2 separate regions of the Sus scrofa genome follow, and region 2 is linked to region 1. The links are chromatin contacts, called in public Hi-C maps. All regions are on one chromosome and are shown on one strand. The core of a region is the stretch at or near the end of the contact, and the rest is flanking DNA. Distances in the headings are between cores, read along the strand shown.

What was found. Hi-C and Micro-C count contacts between places; a contact is called where the count stands out from the background.
Region 2: a Hi-C map of fetal skeletal muscle shows a contact between it and region 1, with 1.8 times the contacts expected there. The contact joins two enhancer-like sites. A contact is called at or near these places in 2 of 47 Hi-C or Micro-C datasets (embryonic fibroblasts and fetal skeletal muscle).

The regions. Positions count from the first base shown.
Region 1 is chr1:79,107,139-79,111,629 of Sscrofa11.1, reverse strand. No RefSeq gene overlaps it. Among named protein-coding and RNA genes, the nearest start is that of MARCKS, 680 kb to the left of the region's middle. Within about 2 kb of position 1,804, at least 11 of the 83 cell types and tissues checked have an H3K27ac peak or open chromatin away from gene starts, as enhancers often do. A contact at or near this core is called in fetal skeletal muscle, where this site is marked.
Region 2 is chr1:79,851,028-79,855,481 of Sscrofa11.1, reverse strand. No RefSeq gene overlaps it. Among named protein-coding and RNA genes, the nearest start is that of HDAC2, 48 kb to the left of the region's middle. Within about 2 kb of position 2,706, at least 2 of the 83 cell types and tissues checked have an H3K27ac peak or open chromatin away from gene starts, as enhancers often do. A contact at or near this core is called in fetal skeletal muscle, where this site is marked.

The sequences.
Region 1 (4,491 bases), core at 555-3,054:
TATGTAGGATGGAGGGAAAAGAAAGGAAAAACGTCATCTTGGAAAAGCTAAAACTAATTTCATGGTATCATAGCTGAAGATTGTAGTCCATGGAATTGAAATAATATTATAGCAAATAGCCAGTGCACCCCTTCAACACAATTTTCCTAGACCTCAGCTACTTCAGCCAGAAGGAAGTAATTCTGGTCTTCAACTGAGAGTTGGAAGGTGTAATGCTTCCAATTTAGAACAAACTCTGAGGTCTGTTTGCCATATGTTTTTTTGTTTTTTTGTTTTTTTGTTTTTTTAGTGAAATAGCTTTGTCAGGCTATCTTTCTTTTGTTTCTTTGCTTTTTTTTAAACCATTAATTTTCACAAAAAATAACTTGGTATGTCAAAAGGACATTTAAAACATACAACCTCTGAGTTGTTTCTATAGTGAAAAAGAAAGCAAAGAAAGAGTTAGGCCAAGACTTCCTCCCAAACTTAAAAGGATTATGACTATTCCATTTCTATAGGCAAACTTACTTCTTTTCTCCAAAATGTAAAATGTTTCCTTTTGTAGTCTTGAGGAGGTTGTGAAGTGATGGCAGGGTGCATACAGGAGGGTTTGTTCTCAATGAGAAGACCCTGTGGGCCTGTGCTGGATGTTCCTGCCTATGATATGGATTATGTTCCTCCTCTTTTTCTCTTTCAAGAATTCTCGATGAGTAAAAAGAATGGCAGATACAGTAGAAAAATAAATAAATAAAAGGTTGAAGAAAAAAAGGAATTGCAGAATATAACTTTCTATACAAATCTACGTTTTAAGATCATGAAACTAGAAATGCAATAGAATGTAGAAACAAATGTCTAAGTTAATGAAAATCCTGGGAAATAGAAATTTGGTTACCATTACTGCAAGGGAGCCAGCTGTTATAATTCTGGCTCAGTTGGGTCTTTAACTTGGGGGGTCCTATTTATTATTTTAGGAATGCCACATAATCAGTGATGCTCTGAGGATACCATCTAAGAAAATACCATCCAGACAAGTTCTGTTATTTCTGTCACTTCCTTTCTTACCAATTCGTCTCTAATTGTTAACAGAAACTCAATTCAAGTGTGTTCCTGATGCTAATAGCATCTACTTTTTCCTGTTTGCAACCACAAACTGAAGAATGCAAGACTAGCTTATATTTTTTAAGAAAGATTCTATTATGTTTTTATGCTCCAGGATGAACCCACAGTAGTTACTTGCTAAAGTTCCCATTTCTGATATGGTAACTTTTATCATGAATTTTAACACAGAAATCATACATTAGTTCAGAAAATGCAATGCCTGCTTCAGCTGTCAGTTTCAGAAGAGCAGAGTATGCTCTAAAATGTCTAGGAATTGTCTTTGAGTGAAACTTTGTTTGGATAATATTTTACAGTATCCAGCTTCTTTTTATTGGCAAATCCCTTGTCATTATTATTATTTCACACCAAGAGCCCATATCCTGCTACAAAGCACAGTAAGGAGTAGCGTATGTAAAAACAATTTGTACTGTGGAATTTATATCCTAAAATTCCTTCCTTTTGAGATATGTGAAATTTGAGCTCCTGTGGTTCTGAGGAGCTTGATACTGTGACAGATTTTGTGTGTGTGTGTGTGTGTGTGTGTGTGTGTGTACTGGGGAACGGGTGATGGGAAGGCAAAGAAATAGTTTGGAATGGAAAGATTCTCATGACACGTGGGCTGATGGAAATGAAGCATTAAATTCCAGAGCATTCTGAAACATCTTCCCTCAGCATTCAGGCTCCTAGAGATTACCATAATTTTTTCAGAGGAGAATTTTGTTTTCAATTTCTAACAGCCAGGATGATGCAAAAGCCCAGTGGAACTTCAGCACGTAGAGCAGGAGGAGACGTCCAGTCAGAAACCCTTCATCATATCTTGTGTTTTATTATATGCTACGTGGCATGAACCTAATACTTGTTTTTATTAAACTCTGAGTATGGTTCCCATTCAGAGGCATGTGCAGCCAAGCAGACATTTTAAATAGCTGAAGGATAAACTATGAAAAGATTTAGGGTATCTGTCTAGGCCAGCTCTGTGGAGCTATGGCTTACCTAGGAGCTGCGGCTTATATATAGTGTGTGCTTCAAGATGAACAAGGAGACTTTTCCCAGAGCTGCAGCACAAAGTGAAATGCTTCCAGGAGGTTTTAATTTCAGCAGCAGTGTAAGCAAACACCCCATCCTTTTCTGTGAAATTATAACTTCAAATTCCAAGCACCTGGGAAATTCCCAGGAGTTCAGCTGGAACAGTTATATTCCAGAACTCTGCCAGCAAGCCCTGGCAGCCAACTCTGGCCTGAGAAACCTCAGTCCTGGAAGAATCCAACTCTGCCTGTCTCCATACGTACCCACACAGTCCTGCACAGATAGGAGAAAAAAAAAACCCACAAAACTGGGGAGATTTGTGCCCCTTTAAATCTGTGGACACCCTTCTTAATGGGGCTTTTAACACTTCATAGAAATTCTAATGAGATTTTTCTGTGAGCTTGCTTTCCCACTTCTGGAATGGCAATTTAAAACATTTTCCACTCAACTCACATCTGTAATTTGCTTTCTTCTTGTTCCTAGCAGATGTCTTACTTCACAGAAAATTAAAATAGAAACCATAAAAGCAAACCTCTTCAACTTCCTGCCATCACAGCTACAAATCTACCTCAATTTGCCCCCTTTCCTTTTCCCCACTCCTCTTGTCACAAGGTAGATAATCCCCCTTCCCCCAGTTACCTCTCCTCTGGGCTTCCCAAGGGAGGCCACAGTCCTTCTCAGAAACTAGGTGTGCCCTCAGCACACCTCTTTTCCGGGTTAAGGCAGAGGCTTCCTTAAGGCACTCCACTCTCCTCCTGCTCCTCTACTCCACCCAAATTGCAACCAGAGAGAACCTGTTACCCATCCCAGGGCCATGCCACTGTCCTGCCCTAAACCTTCCACTAGGGCCTGAGTGGTGACCAACACCCACACAATTCATAGGTTGAATCCCTGAAACCTAATACCTCAGAATGTAGCTGTATTTGGAGATAAGAGTTTTTGAAGAGATTCTTAAGTCAGAATGAGGTTATTAGGTGGCCCCCCATTGAATAGCACTGACGTTCTTTTTTTTTACAGTGTTATATCAATTTCGGCTGTACAGCAAAGTGACCCAGTCATACATACACATGAATTCTTTTTTCGTATTACCTTCCTTCGTGTTCTATCCCAAGAGATTGGATGGAACTCTGTGGTGTTCTTATATGATCAGCAGAGTAGAATACAGATTCACACTGAGAAAAGACCACATGCAGACACAGGAAGAAAACAGCCAATGACAAGCCAAGGAAGGAGGCCTCAGCAGAAACCAACCCTGCTAACATTCAATCTTGTACTTCCAGCTTCTAGAAGTGGAAGAAAATCAATTTCTTGGTTAAGTCATCCAGGCTTTGTGGTACTTGGTTATGGTAGCCTTAACAAAGTCGTGCCCTTCCCAATGATTCTAGCATAAAGTCCACATACTCTGAGGGGGTTTCTAAGGCCCAGGATGATCTGGCTCAGGCTTGCCTCTCGCATTTCATCCTTGCTCACTCTCTGTCCCTCTCTCCACTCCAGCCACACTAGCTTTTGAGCAACTCATTATGTATGTTCTCACATCTTCCTTACTCTGAAAAAAATTTTTTTTGCCTCCCCATGGCATGTGGAGTTCCCAGGCCAGAGATCAGATCTGAGCCATAGTTGTGACCTACATTGAAGCTGCAGCAGTGCCAGATCCTTAACCTACCATGTTGGGCTGGGGATCAAACCTGCATCCCTGTGCTAGAGACTGCTGATTCTACTGTGCCACAGAGGGAACTCCTAAAACTTTTATTTTTTAAATTTTATGATGTTCTGTCAATTTCTGCTATACTGAAACTTTTAGAAGTACCACTCCTTCCACTTGGAAGTTCATTCCTGCTCATGCTACTCATTCACCTAGTCAGCACCCTCATCTTTGAAGTCTTAACTTAGATGTCACTCCTTAGAGAAACCATTCTTATTCCAGAGACTAGGTTAGATTCCTGTGTGGTAATCTTCCATTAACTTTCACATTTCTATGGTATGACCCATAACACTCCCAATCATTTGGGCAATACGTATCTTCTCTGAAATATTATAACCTCCAGGGACTCAGGGTCCATTTCTGCCTTGCTCACTGCTCTGTCAGCAACCTGTGTGCCTCTGTCATGTACTTGTACTCTGTATGGGTTTGAATAAAACATCAGGATTAACAGCCCCCAAACAGACAGGATCATCATTTCTGGCAGAAAAATAGGCAAGTATAGTATTGCTTTGGACATGATGTTAGCAGAATCCAATTAAATAGATATTTGTTATCCAAGCTGAAATAGTGATGTGATTGCCTGTAGAAAAATATAGGTTACTCATTCAGTTCATCTCATTAGAGACAAAGGTTATATTTTATCTTCTCAAATGTATTAAATGTTCAGAATCTGTCAGACTAGATGT
Region 2 (4,454 bases), core at 1,457-3,956, 740 kb before region 1:
ATTTCGCCTTAAAAAATGTGCATGTTAACACCCTTTCCTAAATGATGTATTTACTGTGGTGTTCATAGCATTGGCCCCTAAATCCAGCTTTTCATCTTATGAAAGAGGCAGACGTTAAATAAGCACACATGCAGACACTTAGGTAGTTATTATTGTGGTAAGAGCTATATAATGGGAAGGAAGGAGTGGCATGAAGAGAATAGAGAGGAAATTAAATTAGATTGAGATGCAAGGGAGAGAGGATGAAGGGAGAAAGGGTGTCAGCAAAGTCTGACTTTTCAGCTGAGGTCTAAAGAATGAGCAGTAATTCACCTAATGAAGAGCTGGGTGTCAGACTCCAGACAGAGGGAGCAGCACGCAGCAGCCTGCGGCAGCAAAACTCTAGTACATTTGAGAAATGGAAAGAACAGTGTGGCTGGAGCCCGTGGAGTAAAGCACAAGAGAAGAGCGCAAGGCGGAGCTGGGTAGAGGAGCCTGTGGGAGATATCACAGGTAAGACTGAGGCCACTCAGGAGATTGAAGCAGGAAAGTAACGTGACATGGTTCACATTTGAAAACAGTTATTCTGGCTGCCGTGTGGTGACTAAATTGTTGAGAGGCAGGAATGAAAGCAGTAAGACCAGTTAAGGGGATGTGGCACTTTTAATAACTGCCTGCATATTCTGACAGCCCTCCCACCAAGAGGTGGTATCTAGGTCCTCTGCCCTTGGATCTGGGTGGGCTTTGACTGCTTCAACCAAAGCAGTACAGATCTTGCAAGGCTGGGGCATAAAACAGCATTCAGCCTCTTCCTTGTGCTCCTGGGACATGCGCTTCAGGGGAACCCAGCTGCCTTGTAAGAAACCTGACCACCCTGTAACTGCCCTGCTGGAAAGGTCCCTACAAACACTCCAGTTGAGAGTCCTAGCTGAGCCCAGTCTTTCAGCGGCCCTCCCCACCCCCAAGGCACCTGGACACATGAGTGAAGCCATCTTGAAACCTCTGGCCCAGCCCATGCCCAGTGAGCGCCGCTGAGTGACTTCAGGCTGTCTGGGCAGGAGTGAGAGAGTTGCTCAGCTCTGTGGATGCCCCTCAGCCTGCTCAGACTCTGACAACCCACCCTGAGGCTCCTCCAGCTATGGGTACCCTCCTTGGCTCAGCCTTGCCTACAATTTTTCTTCAGAAAGAGAAGGAAAAGAAAGGGAATGGGGTGAGTAAAAGGCCAAACTTGGAGTCCTATTCTCTGTCACTATTAGTGCCTGATTTAAGGCAAGTTATTTCACCTCATCATTCCTTAGTTAGTTTATTAAGTATTAATTTTTATGGGGAAATAAAGTGTCTTTTGTGTGGCCAGTACATCAGAGAAATGGATGTTCATGGGCTCGGTGTGTTCTCATCTTTGAATATCTTTTTTTTTTTTTAATTTTTTTGTCTTTTTGCCATTTCTTAGGCTGCTCCCACGGCATATGGAGGTCCCCAGGCTAGGGGTCTAATCGGAGCTGTAGCTGCCAGCCTACACCAGAGCCATAGCAACAGGGGATCCAAGCCGTGTCTACGACCTACACCACAGCTCACGGCAATGCTGGACCATTAACCCACTGAGCAAGGGCGGGGATCAAACCGCAACCTCATGGTTCCTAGTCAGATTCGTTAACCACTAAGCCACGATGGAAACTCCTCATCTTTGAATATCTTTCTCCTTCATTTCCTGTATTCAATCCATTGGGCTTTATTTGTTTCTTCCTTCACAGTATCTTTAAATTTTGTCTATTTAAGATCATATATTAACATTATATAGTAGGCATTTAAAATACCGTAATTCAGTCTTTTCAAGAATTATACAAGCTGGTTTCACATCCATTTTCTAAGTAGAGAAACATTTGGAGAGGTTGGGGGTCAGAGTTCCCAAGTGGTTGAGCGTTGATTCAAGCCTAGGCCTTTTTTACTCTGAAGTCTGCTTTTCCAAGGAGCATGTGCTGCTTTCTTTCAGTTCTACTGGAATAACCTTCCTCATTTTCCCCATGGACAACAGCCTCTTAGTTTACCTTCCTTTCCTCCAAGTTCTTTCTGCTTTAATCCACACTGCTCAACCCTATACCCTGTCACCAGGTTATCTTATACACATATACTGCCCAAATCAAGGTCCTTAAAAGCTTTTGATTGCATCTGGCAGGGAAGAGAGCTGTGAGGTTCTAGTGGCTTCACAGGACTTTGTGGGGAGAATTTTTCTGCACCCATTAAAATTTTCTAAGAAAAAAGTGTTTGTGAATTATCAGAAGAATATGAGACAGTTAAGACCTTCCAGAGCACTTGAATGCAGGTCAGTGGAATCTAGAGGGCATGGGACATGCGGACGGGATGAGCCAGGGATCCGGTTATTGCTGCTCTCTGTTCCCTCTTGCACGTCAAGGGAAGGTGCGTCCCTCACCACCGCACAGGAGGCCAGGTCTGGGAAACCTACCAACAGTCCACGATGGAAACTGGAAAAGGAAACTGATGTTTTGATTAAGCGAATATTTGAAATTATTTCATTCCAAAGAAAAATACCCCAATTAAAGTGCCAAGCATTCAGTATTCACAAACAGAAAACAGATGCAACATGTGTTCAGTTTGAAACTGACTTGGGAATAACTCTCCCGAAATTGAATGTGGACATATTTAAACAATGTAATTCATAGCAGAGCTCTGGAGGGTTTTCTAAGAGGAGACAAAGGAGTACTATACACACACATTTAGCCATCCCTAGAGTATGGGCATGACCAAATGTAATAAATACATGTCCGCTATTTAGCTCTGCAATTTCCACATGTTTTTTAAGTGACTACATTGCTGATTACATAAGACACTAAAATCTTTTTGGAAATATGTATAGTCATAATGATTTTAGAACCAAATTATAAACATGATTAATGATTGGAAAAAAAAACTTTTTCTGATTCTCAAGTTCCATGCTATCCTTAAAAAAAAAAGAAAAAAAAATCTCTGCTTCCCGCTTTGGAAAGTGAACTTGGAGCCACATTTACTTTCTCTTAGAAACTTCAAAAAATTTTCTCGTCCTTTGATCCTCTTAGGAAAATGGATTTTATCACTCTGAAGAAAATAAAATTCTCAAGGTTCTTGTATCCCTATTGCACAAATATAAAAGTATTTTTGGAGTACAAAAATAGGATCATAGTTTTTTGAAAATAGCTATCAGGGTGGCTAGATTTTAGGTAATCTTCCATCCAAGTGAATCAAAAAGTTTTGGTATATCCATAAAAATACTTCTACATAGTTCTAACTGGAAAGGTGATGGTGGATACCAAATGGTAACATTTTACAGTCAGTACGATCATCAGTATTTTGTATGTTTTTTTTCCAACAAATGAGAGTTCTCATTCTGAATGTGCAGTTTTAGCAACACTTCTCACATTCAAAATAAATTTCTGTAGAATCTATTCAACGAATACATATTGAATGCTCCCTGTGTACAAAACATTGTATACTGTGCTGTTATGAACAGTATAATGTTTAAACTTTTATATTGGTTAATTCATGTGTTACTTTTATTCACTGAATTTTTTTTTTTTTTTTGGCTTTTTAGGGCCACACCCACAGCAAATGGAGGTTTCCAGGCTAGGGGTCCAACTGAAGCTACAGCTGCTGGCCCACGCTGTGGCCACATCAGATCTGAGGGGCATCTGCAACCTACACCACAGCTCACAGCAGTGCTGGATCCTTAACCCACTGAGCGAGGGCAGGGATTGACCCCACAACCTCATAGTTCCTAGTCAGATTTGTATCCACTGCTTCATGATGGGAACTCCCACTGATTTTTTTTTTTTTGAAACAAATTTTCCACCTGATTTTTTAATGCTACTTCCTCACTAATGTACTGTGCAATTGAGCATGTACCCCTGTGGTCCGAATTACTAAAAAGAATGGGTTGAAGATGGTAGATTTTGCATCTAATAAATTTTTTAATAATCAACCCTTTAAAAATGTGGAGTAAGATTAAATGTAAGTAAAACCAGGAACAGATAGATTTATTTTTTTAATGATTTTTATTTTTTTCTTTATAGCTCATTTACATTGTTCTGTCAATTTTCTACAGTACAGCAAACAGACCCAGTCACACACATATATACATTCTTTTTCTCACATTATCCTCCATCGTGCTCCATCATAAGTGATTAAATCTAGTTCCCAGTGCTATGCAGCAGGATTTCATTGCTGATCCATTCCAAAGGCAATAGTTTGCATCTATTAGCCCCAGATTCCCAGTCCATCCCACTCCCTCCCCCTCCCCCTCCCCCCCTTTCCCTTCTGCAACCACAGGTCTATTCTCCAAGTCCATGAGTTTCTTTTCTGTGGAAAGGTTCATTTGTGCTGTATATTAGATTCCAGATATAAGTATGGTATTTGTCTTTTTATGACTTAGTGTGAGAGTGTCTAGTTCCATCTATGTTGCTGCAAATGGCATTATTTTGTTCTTT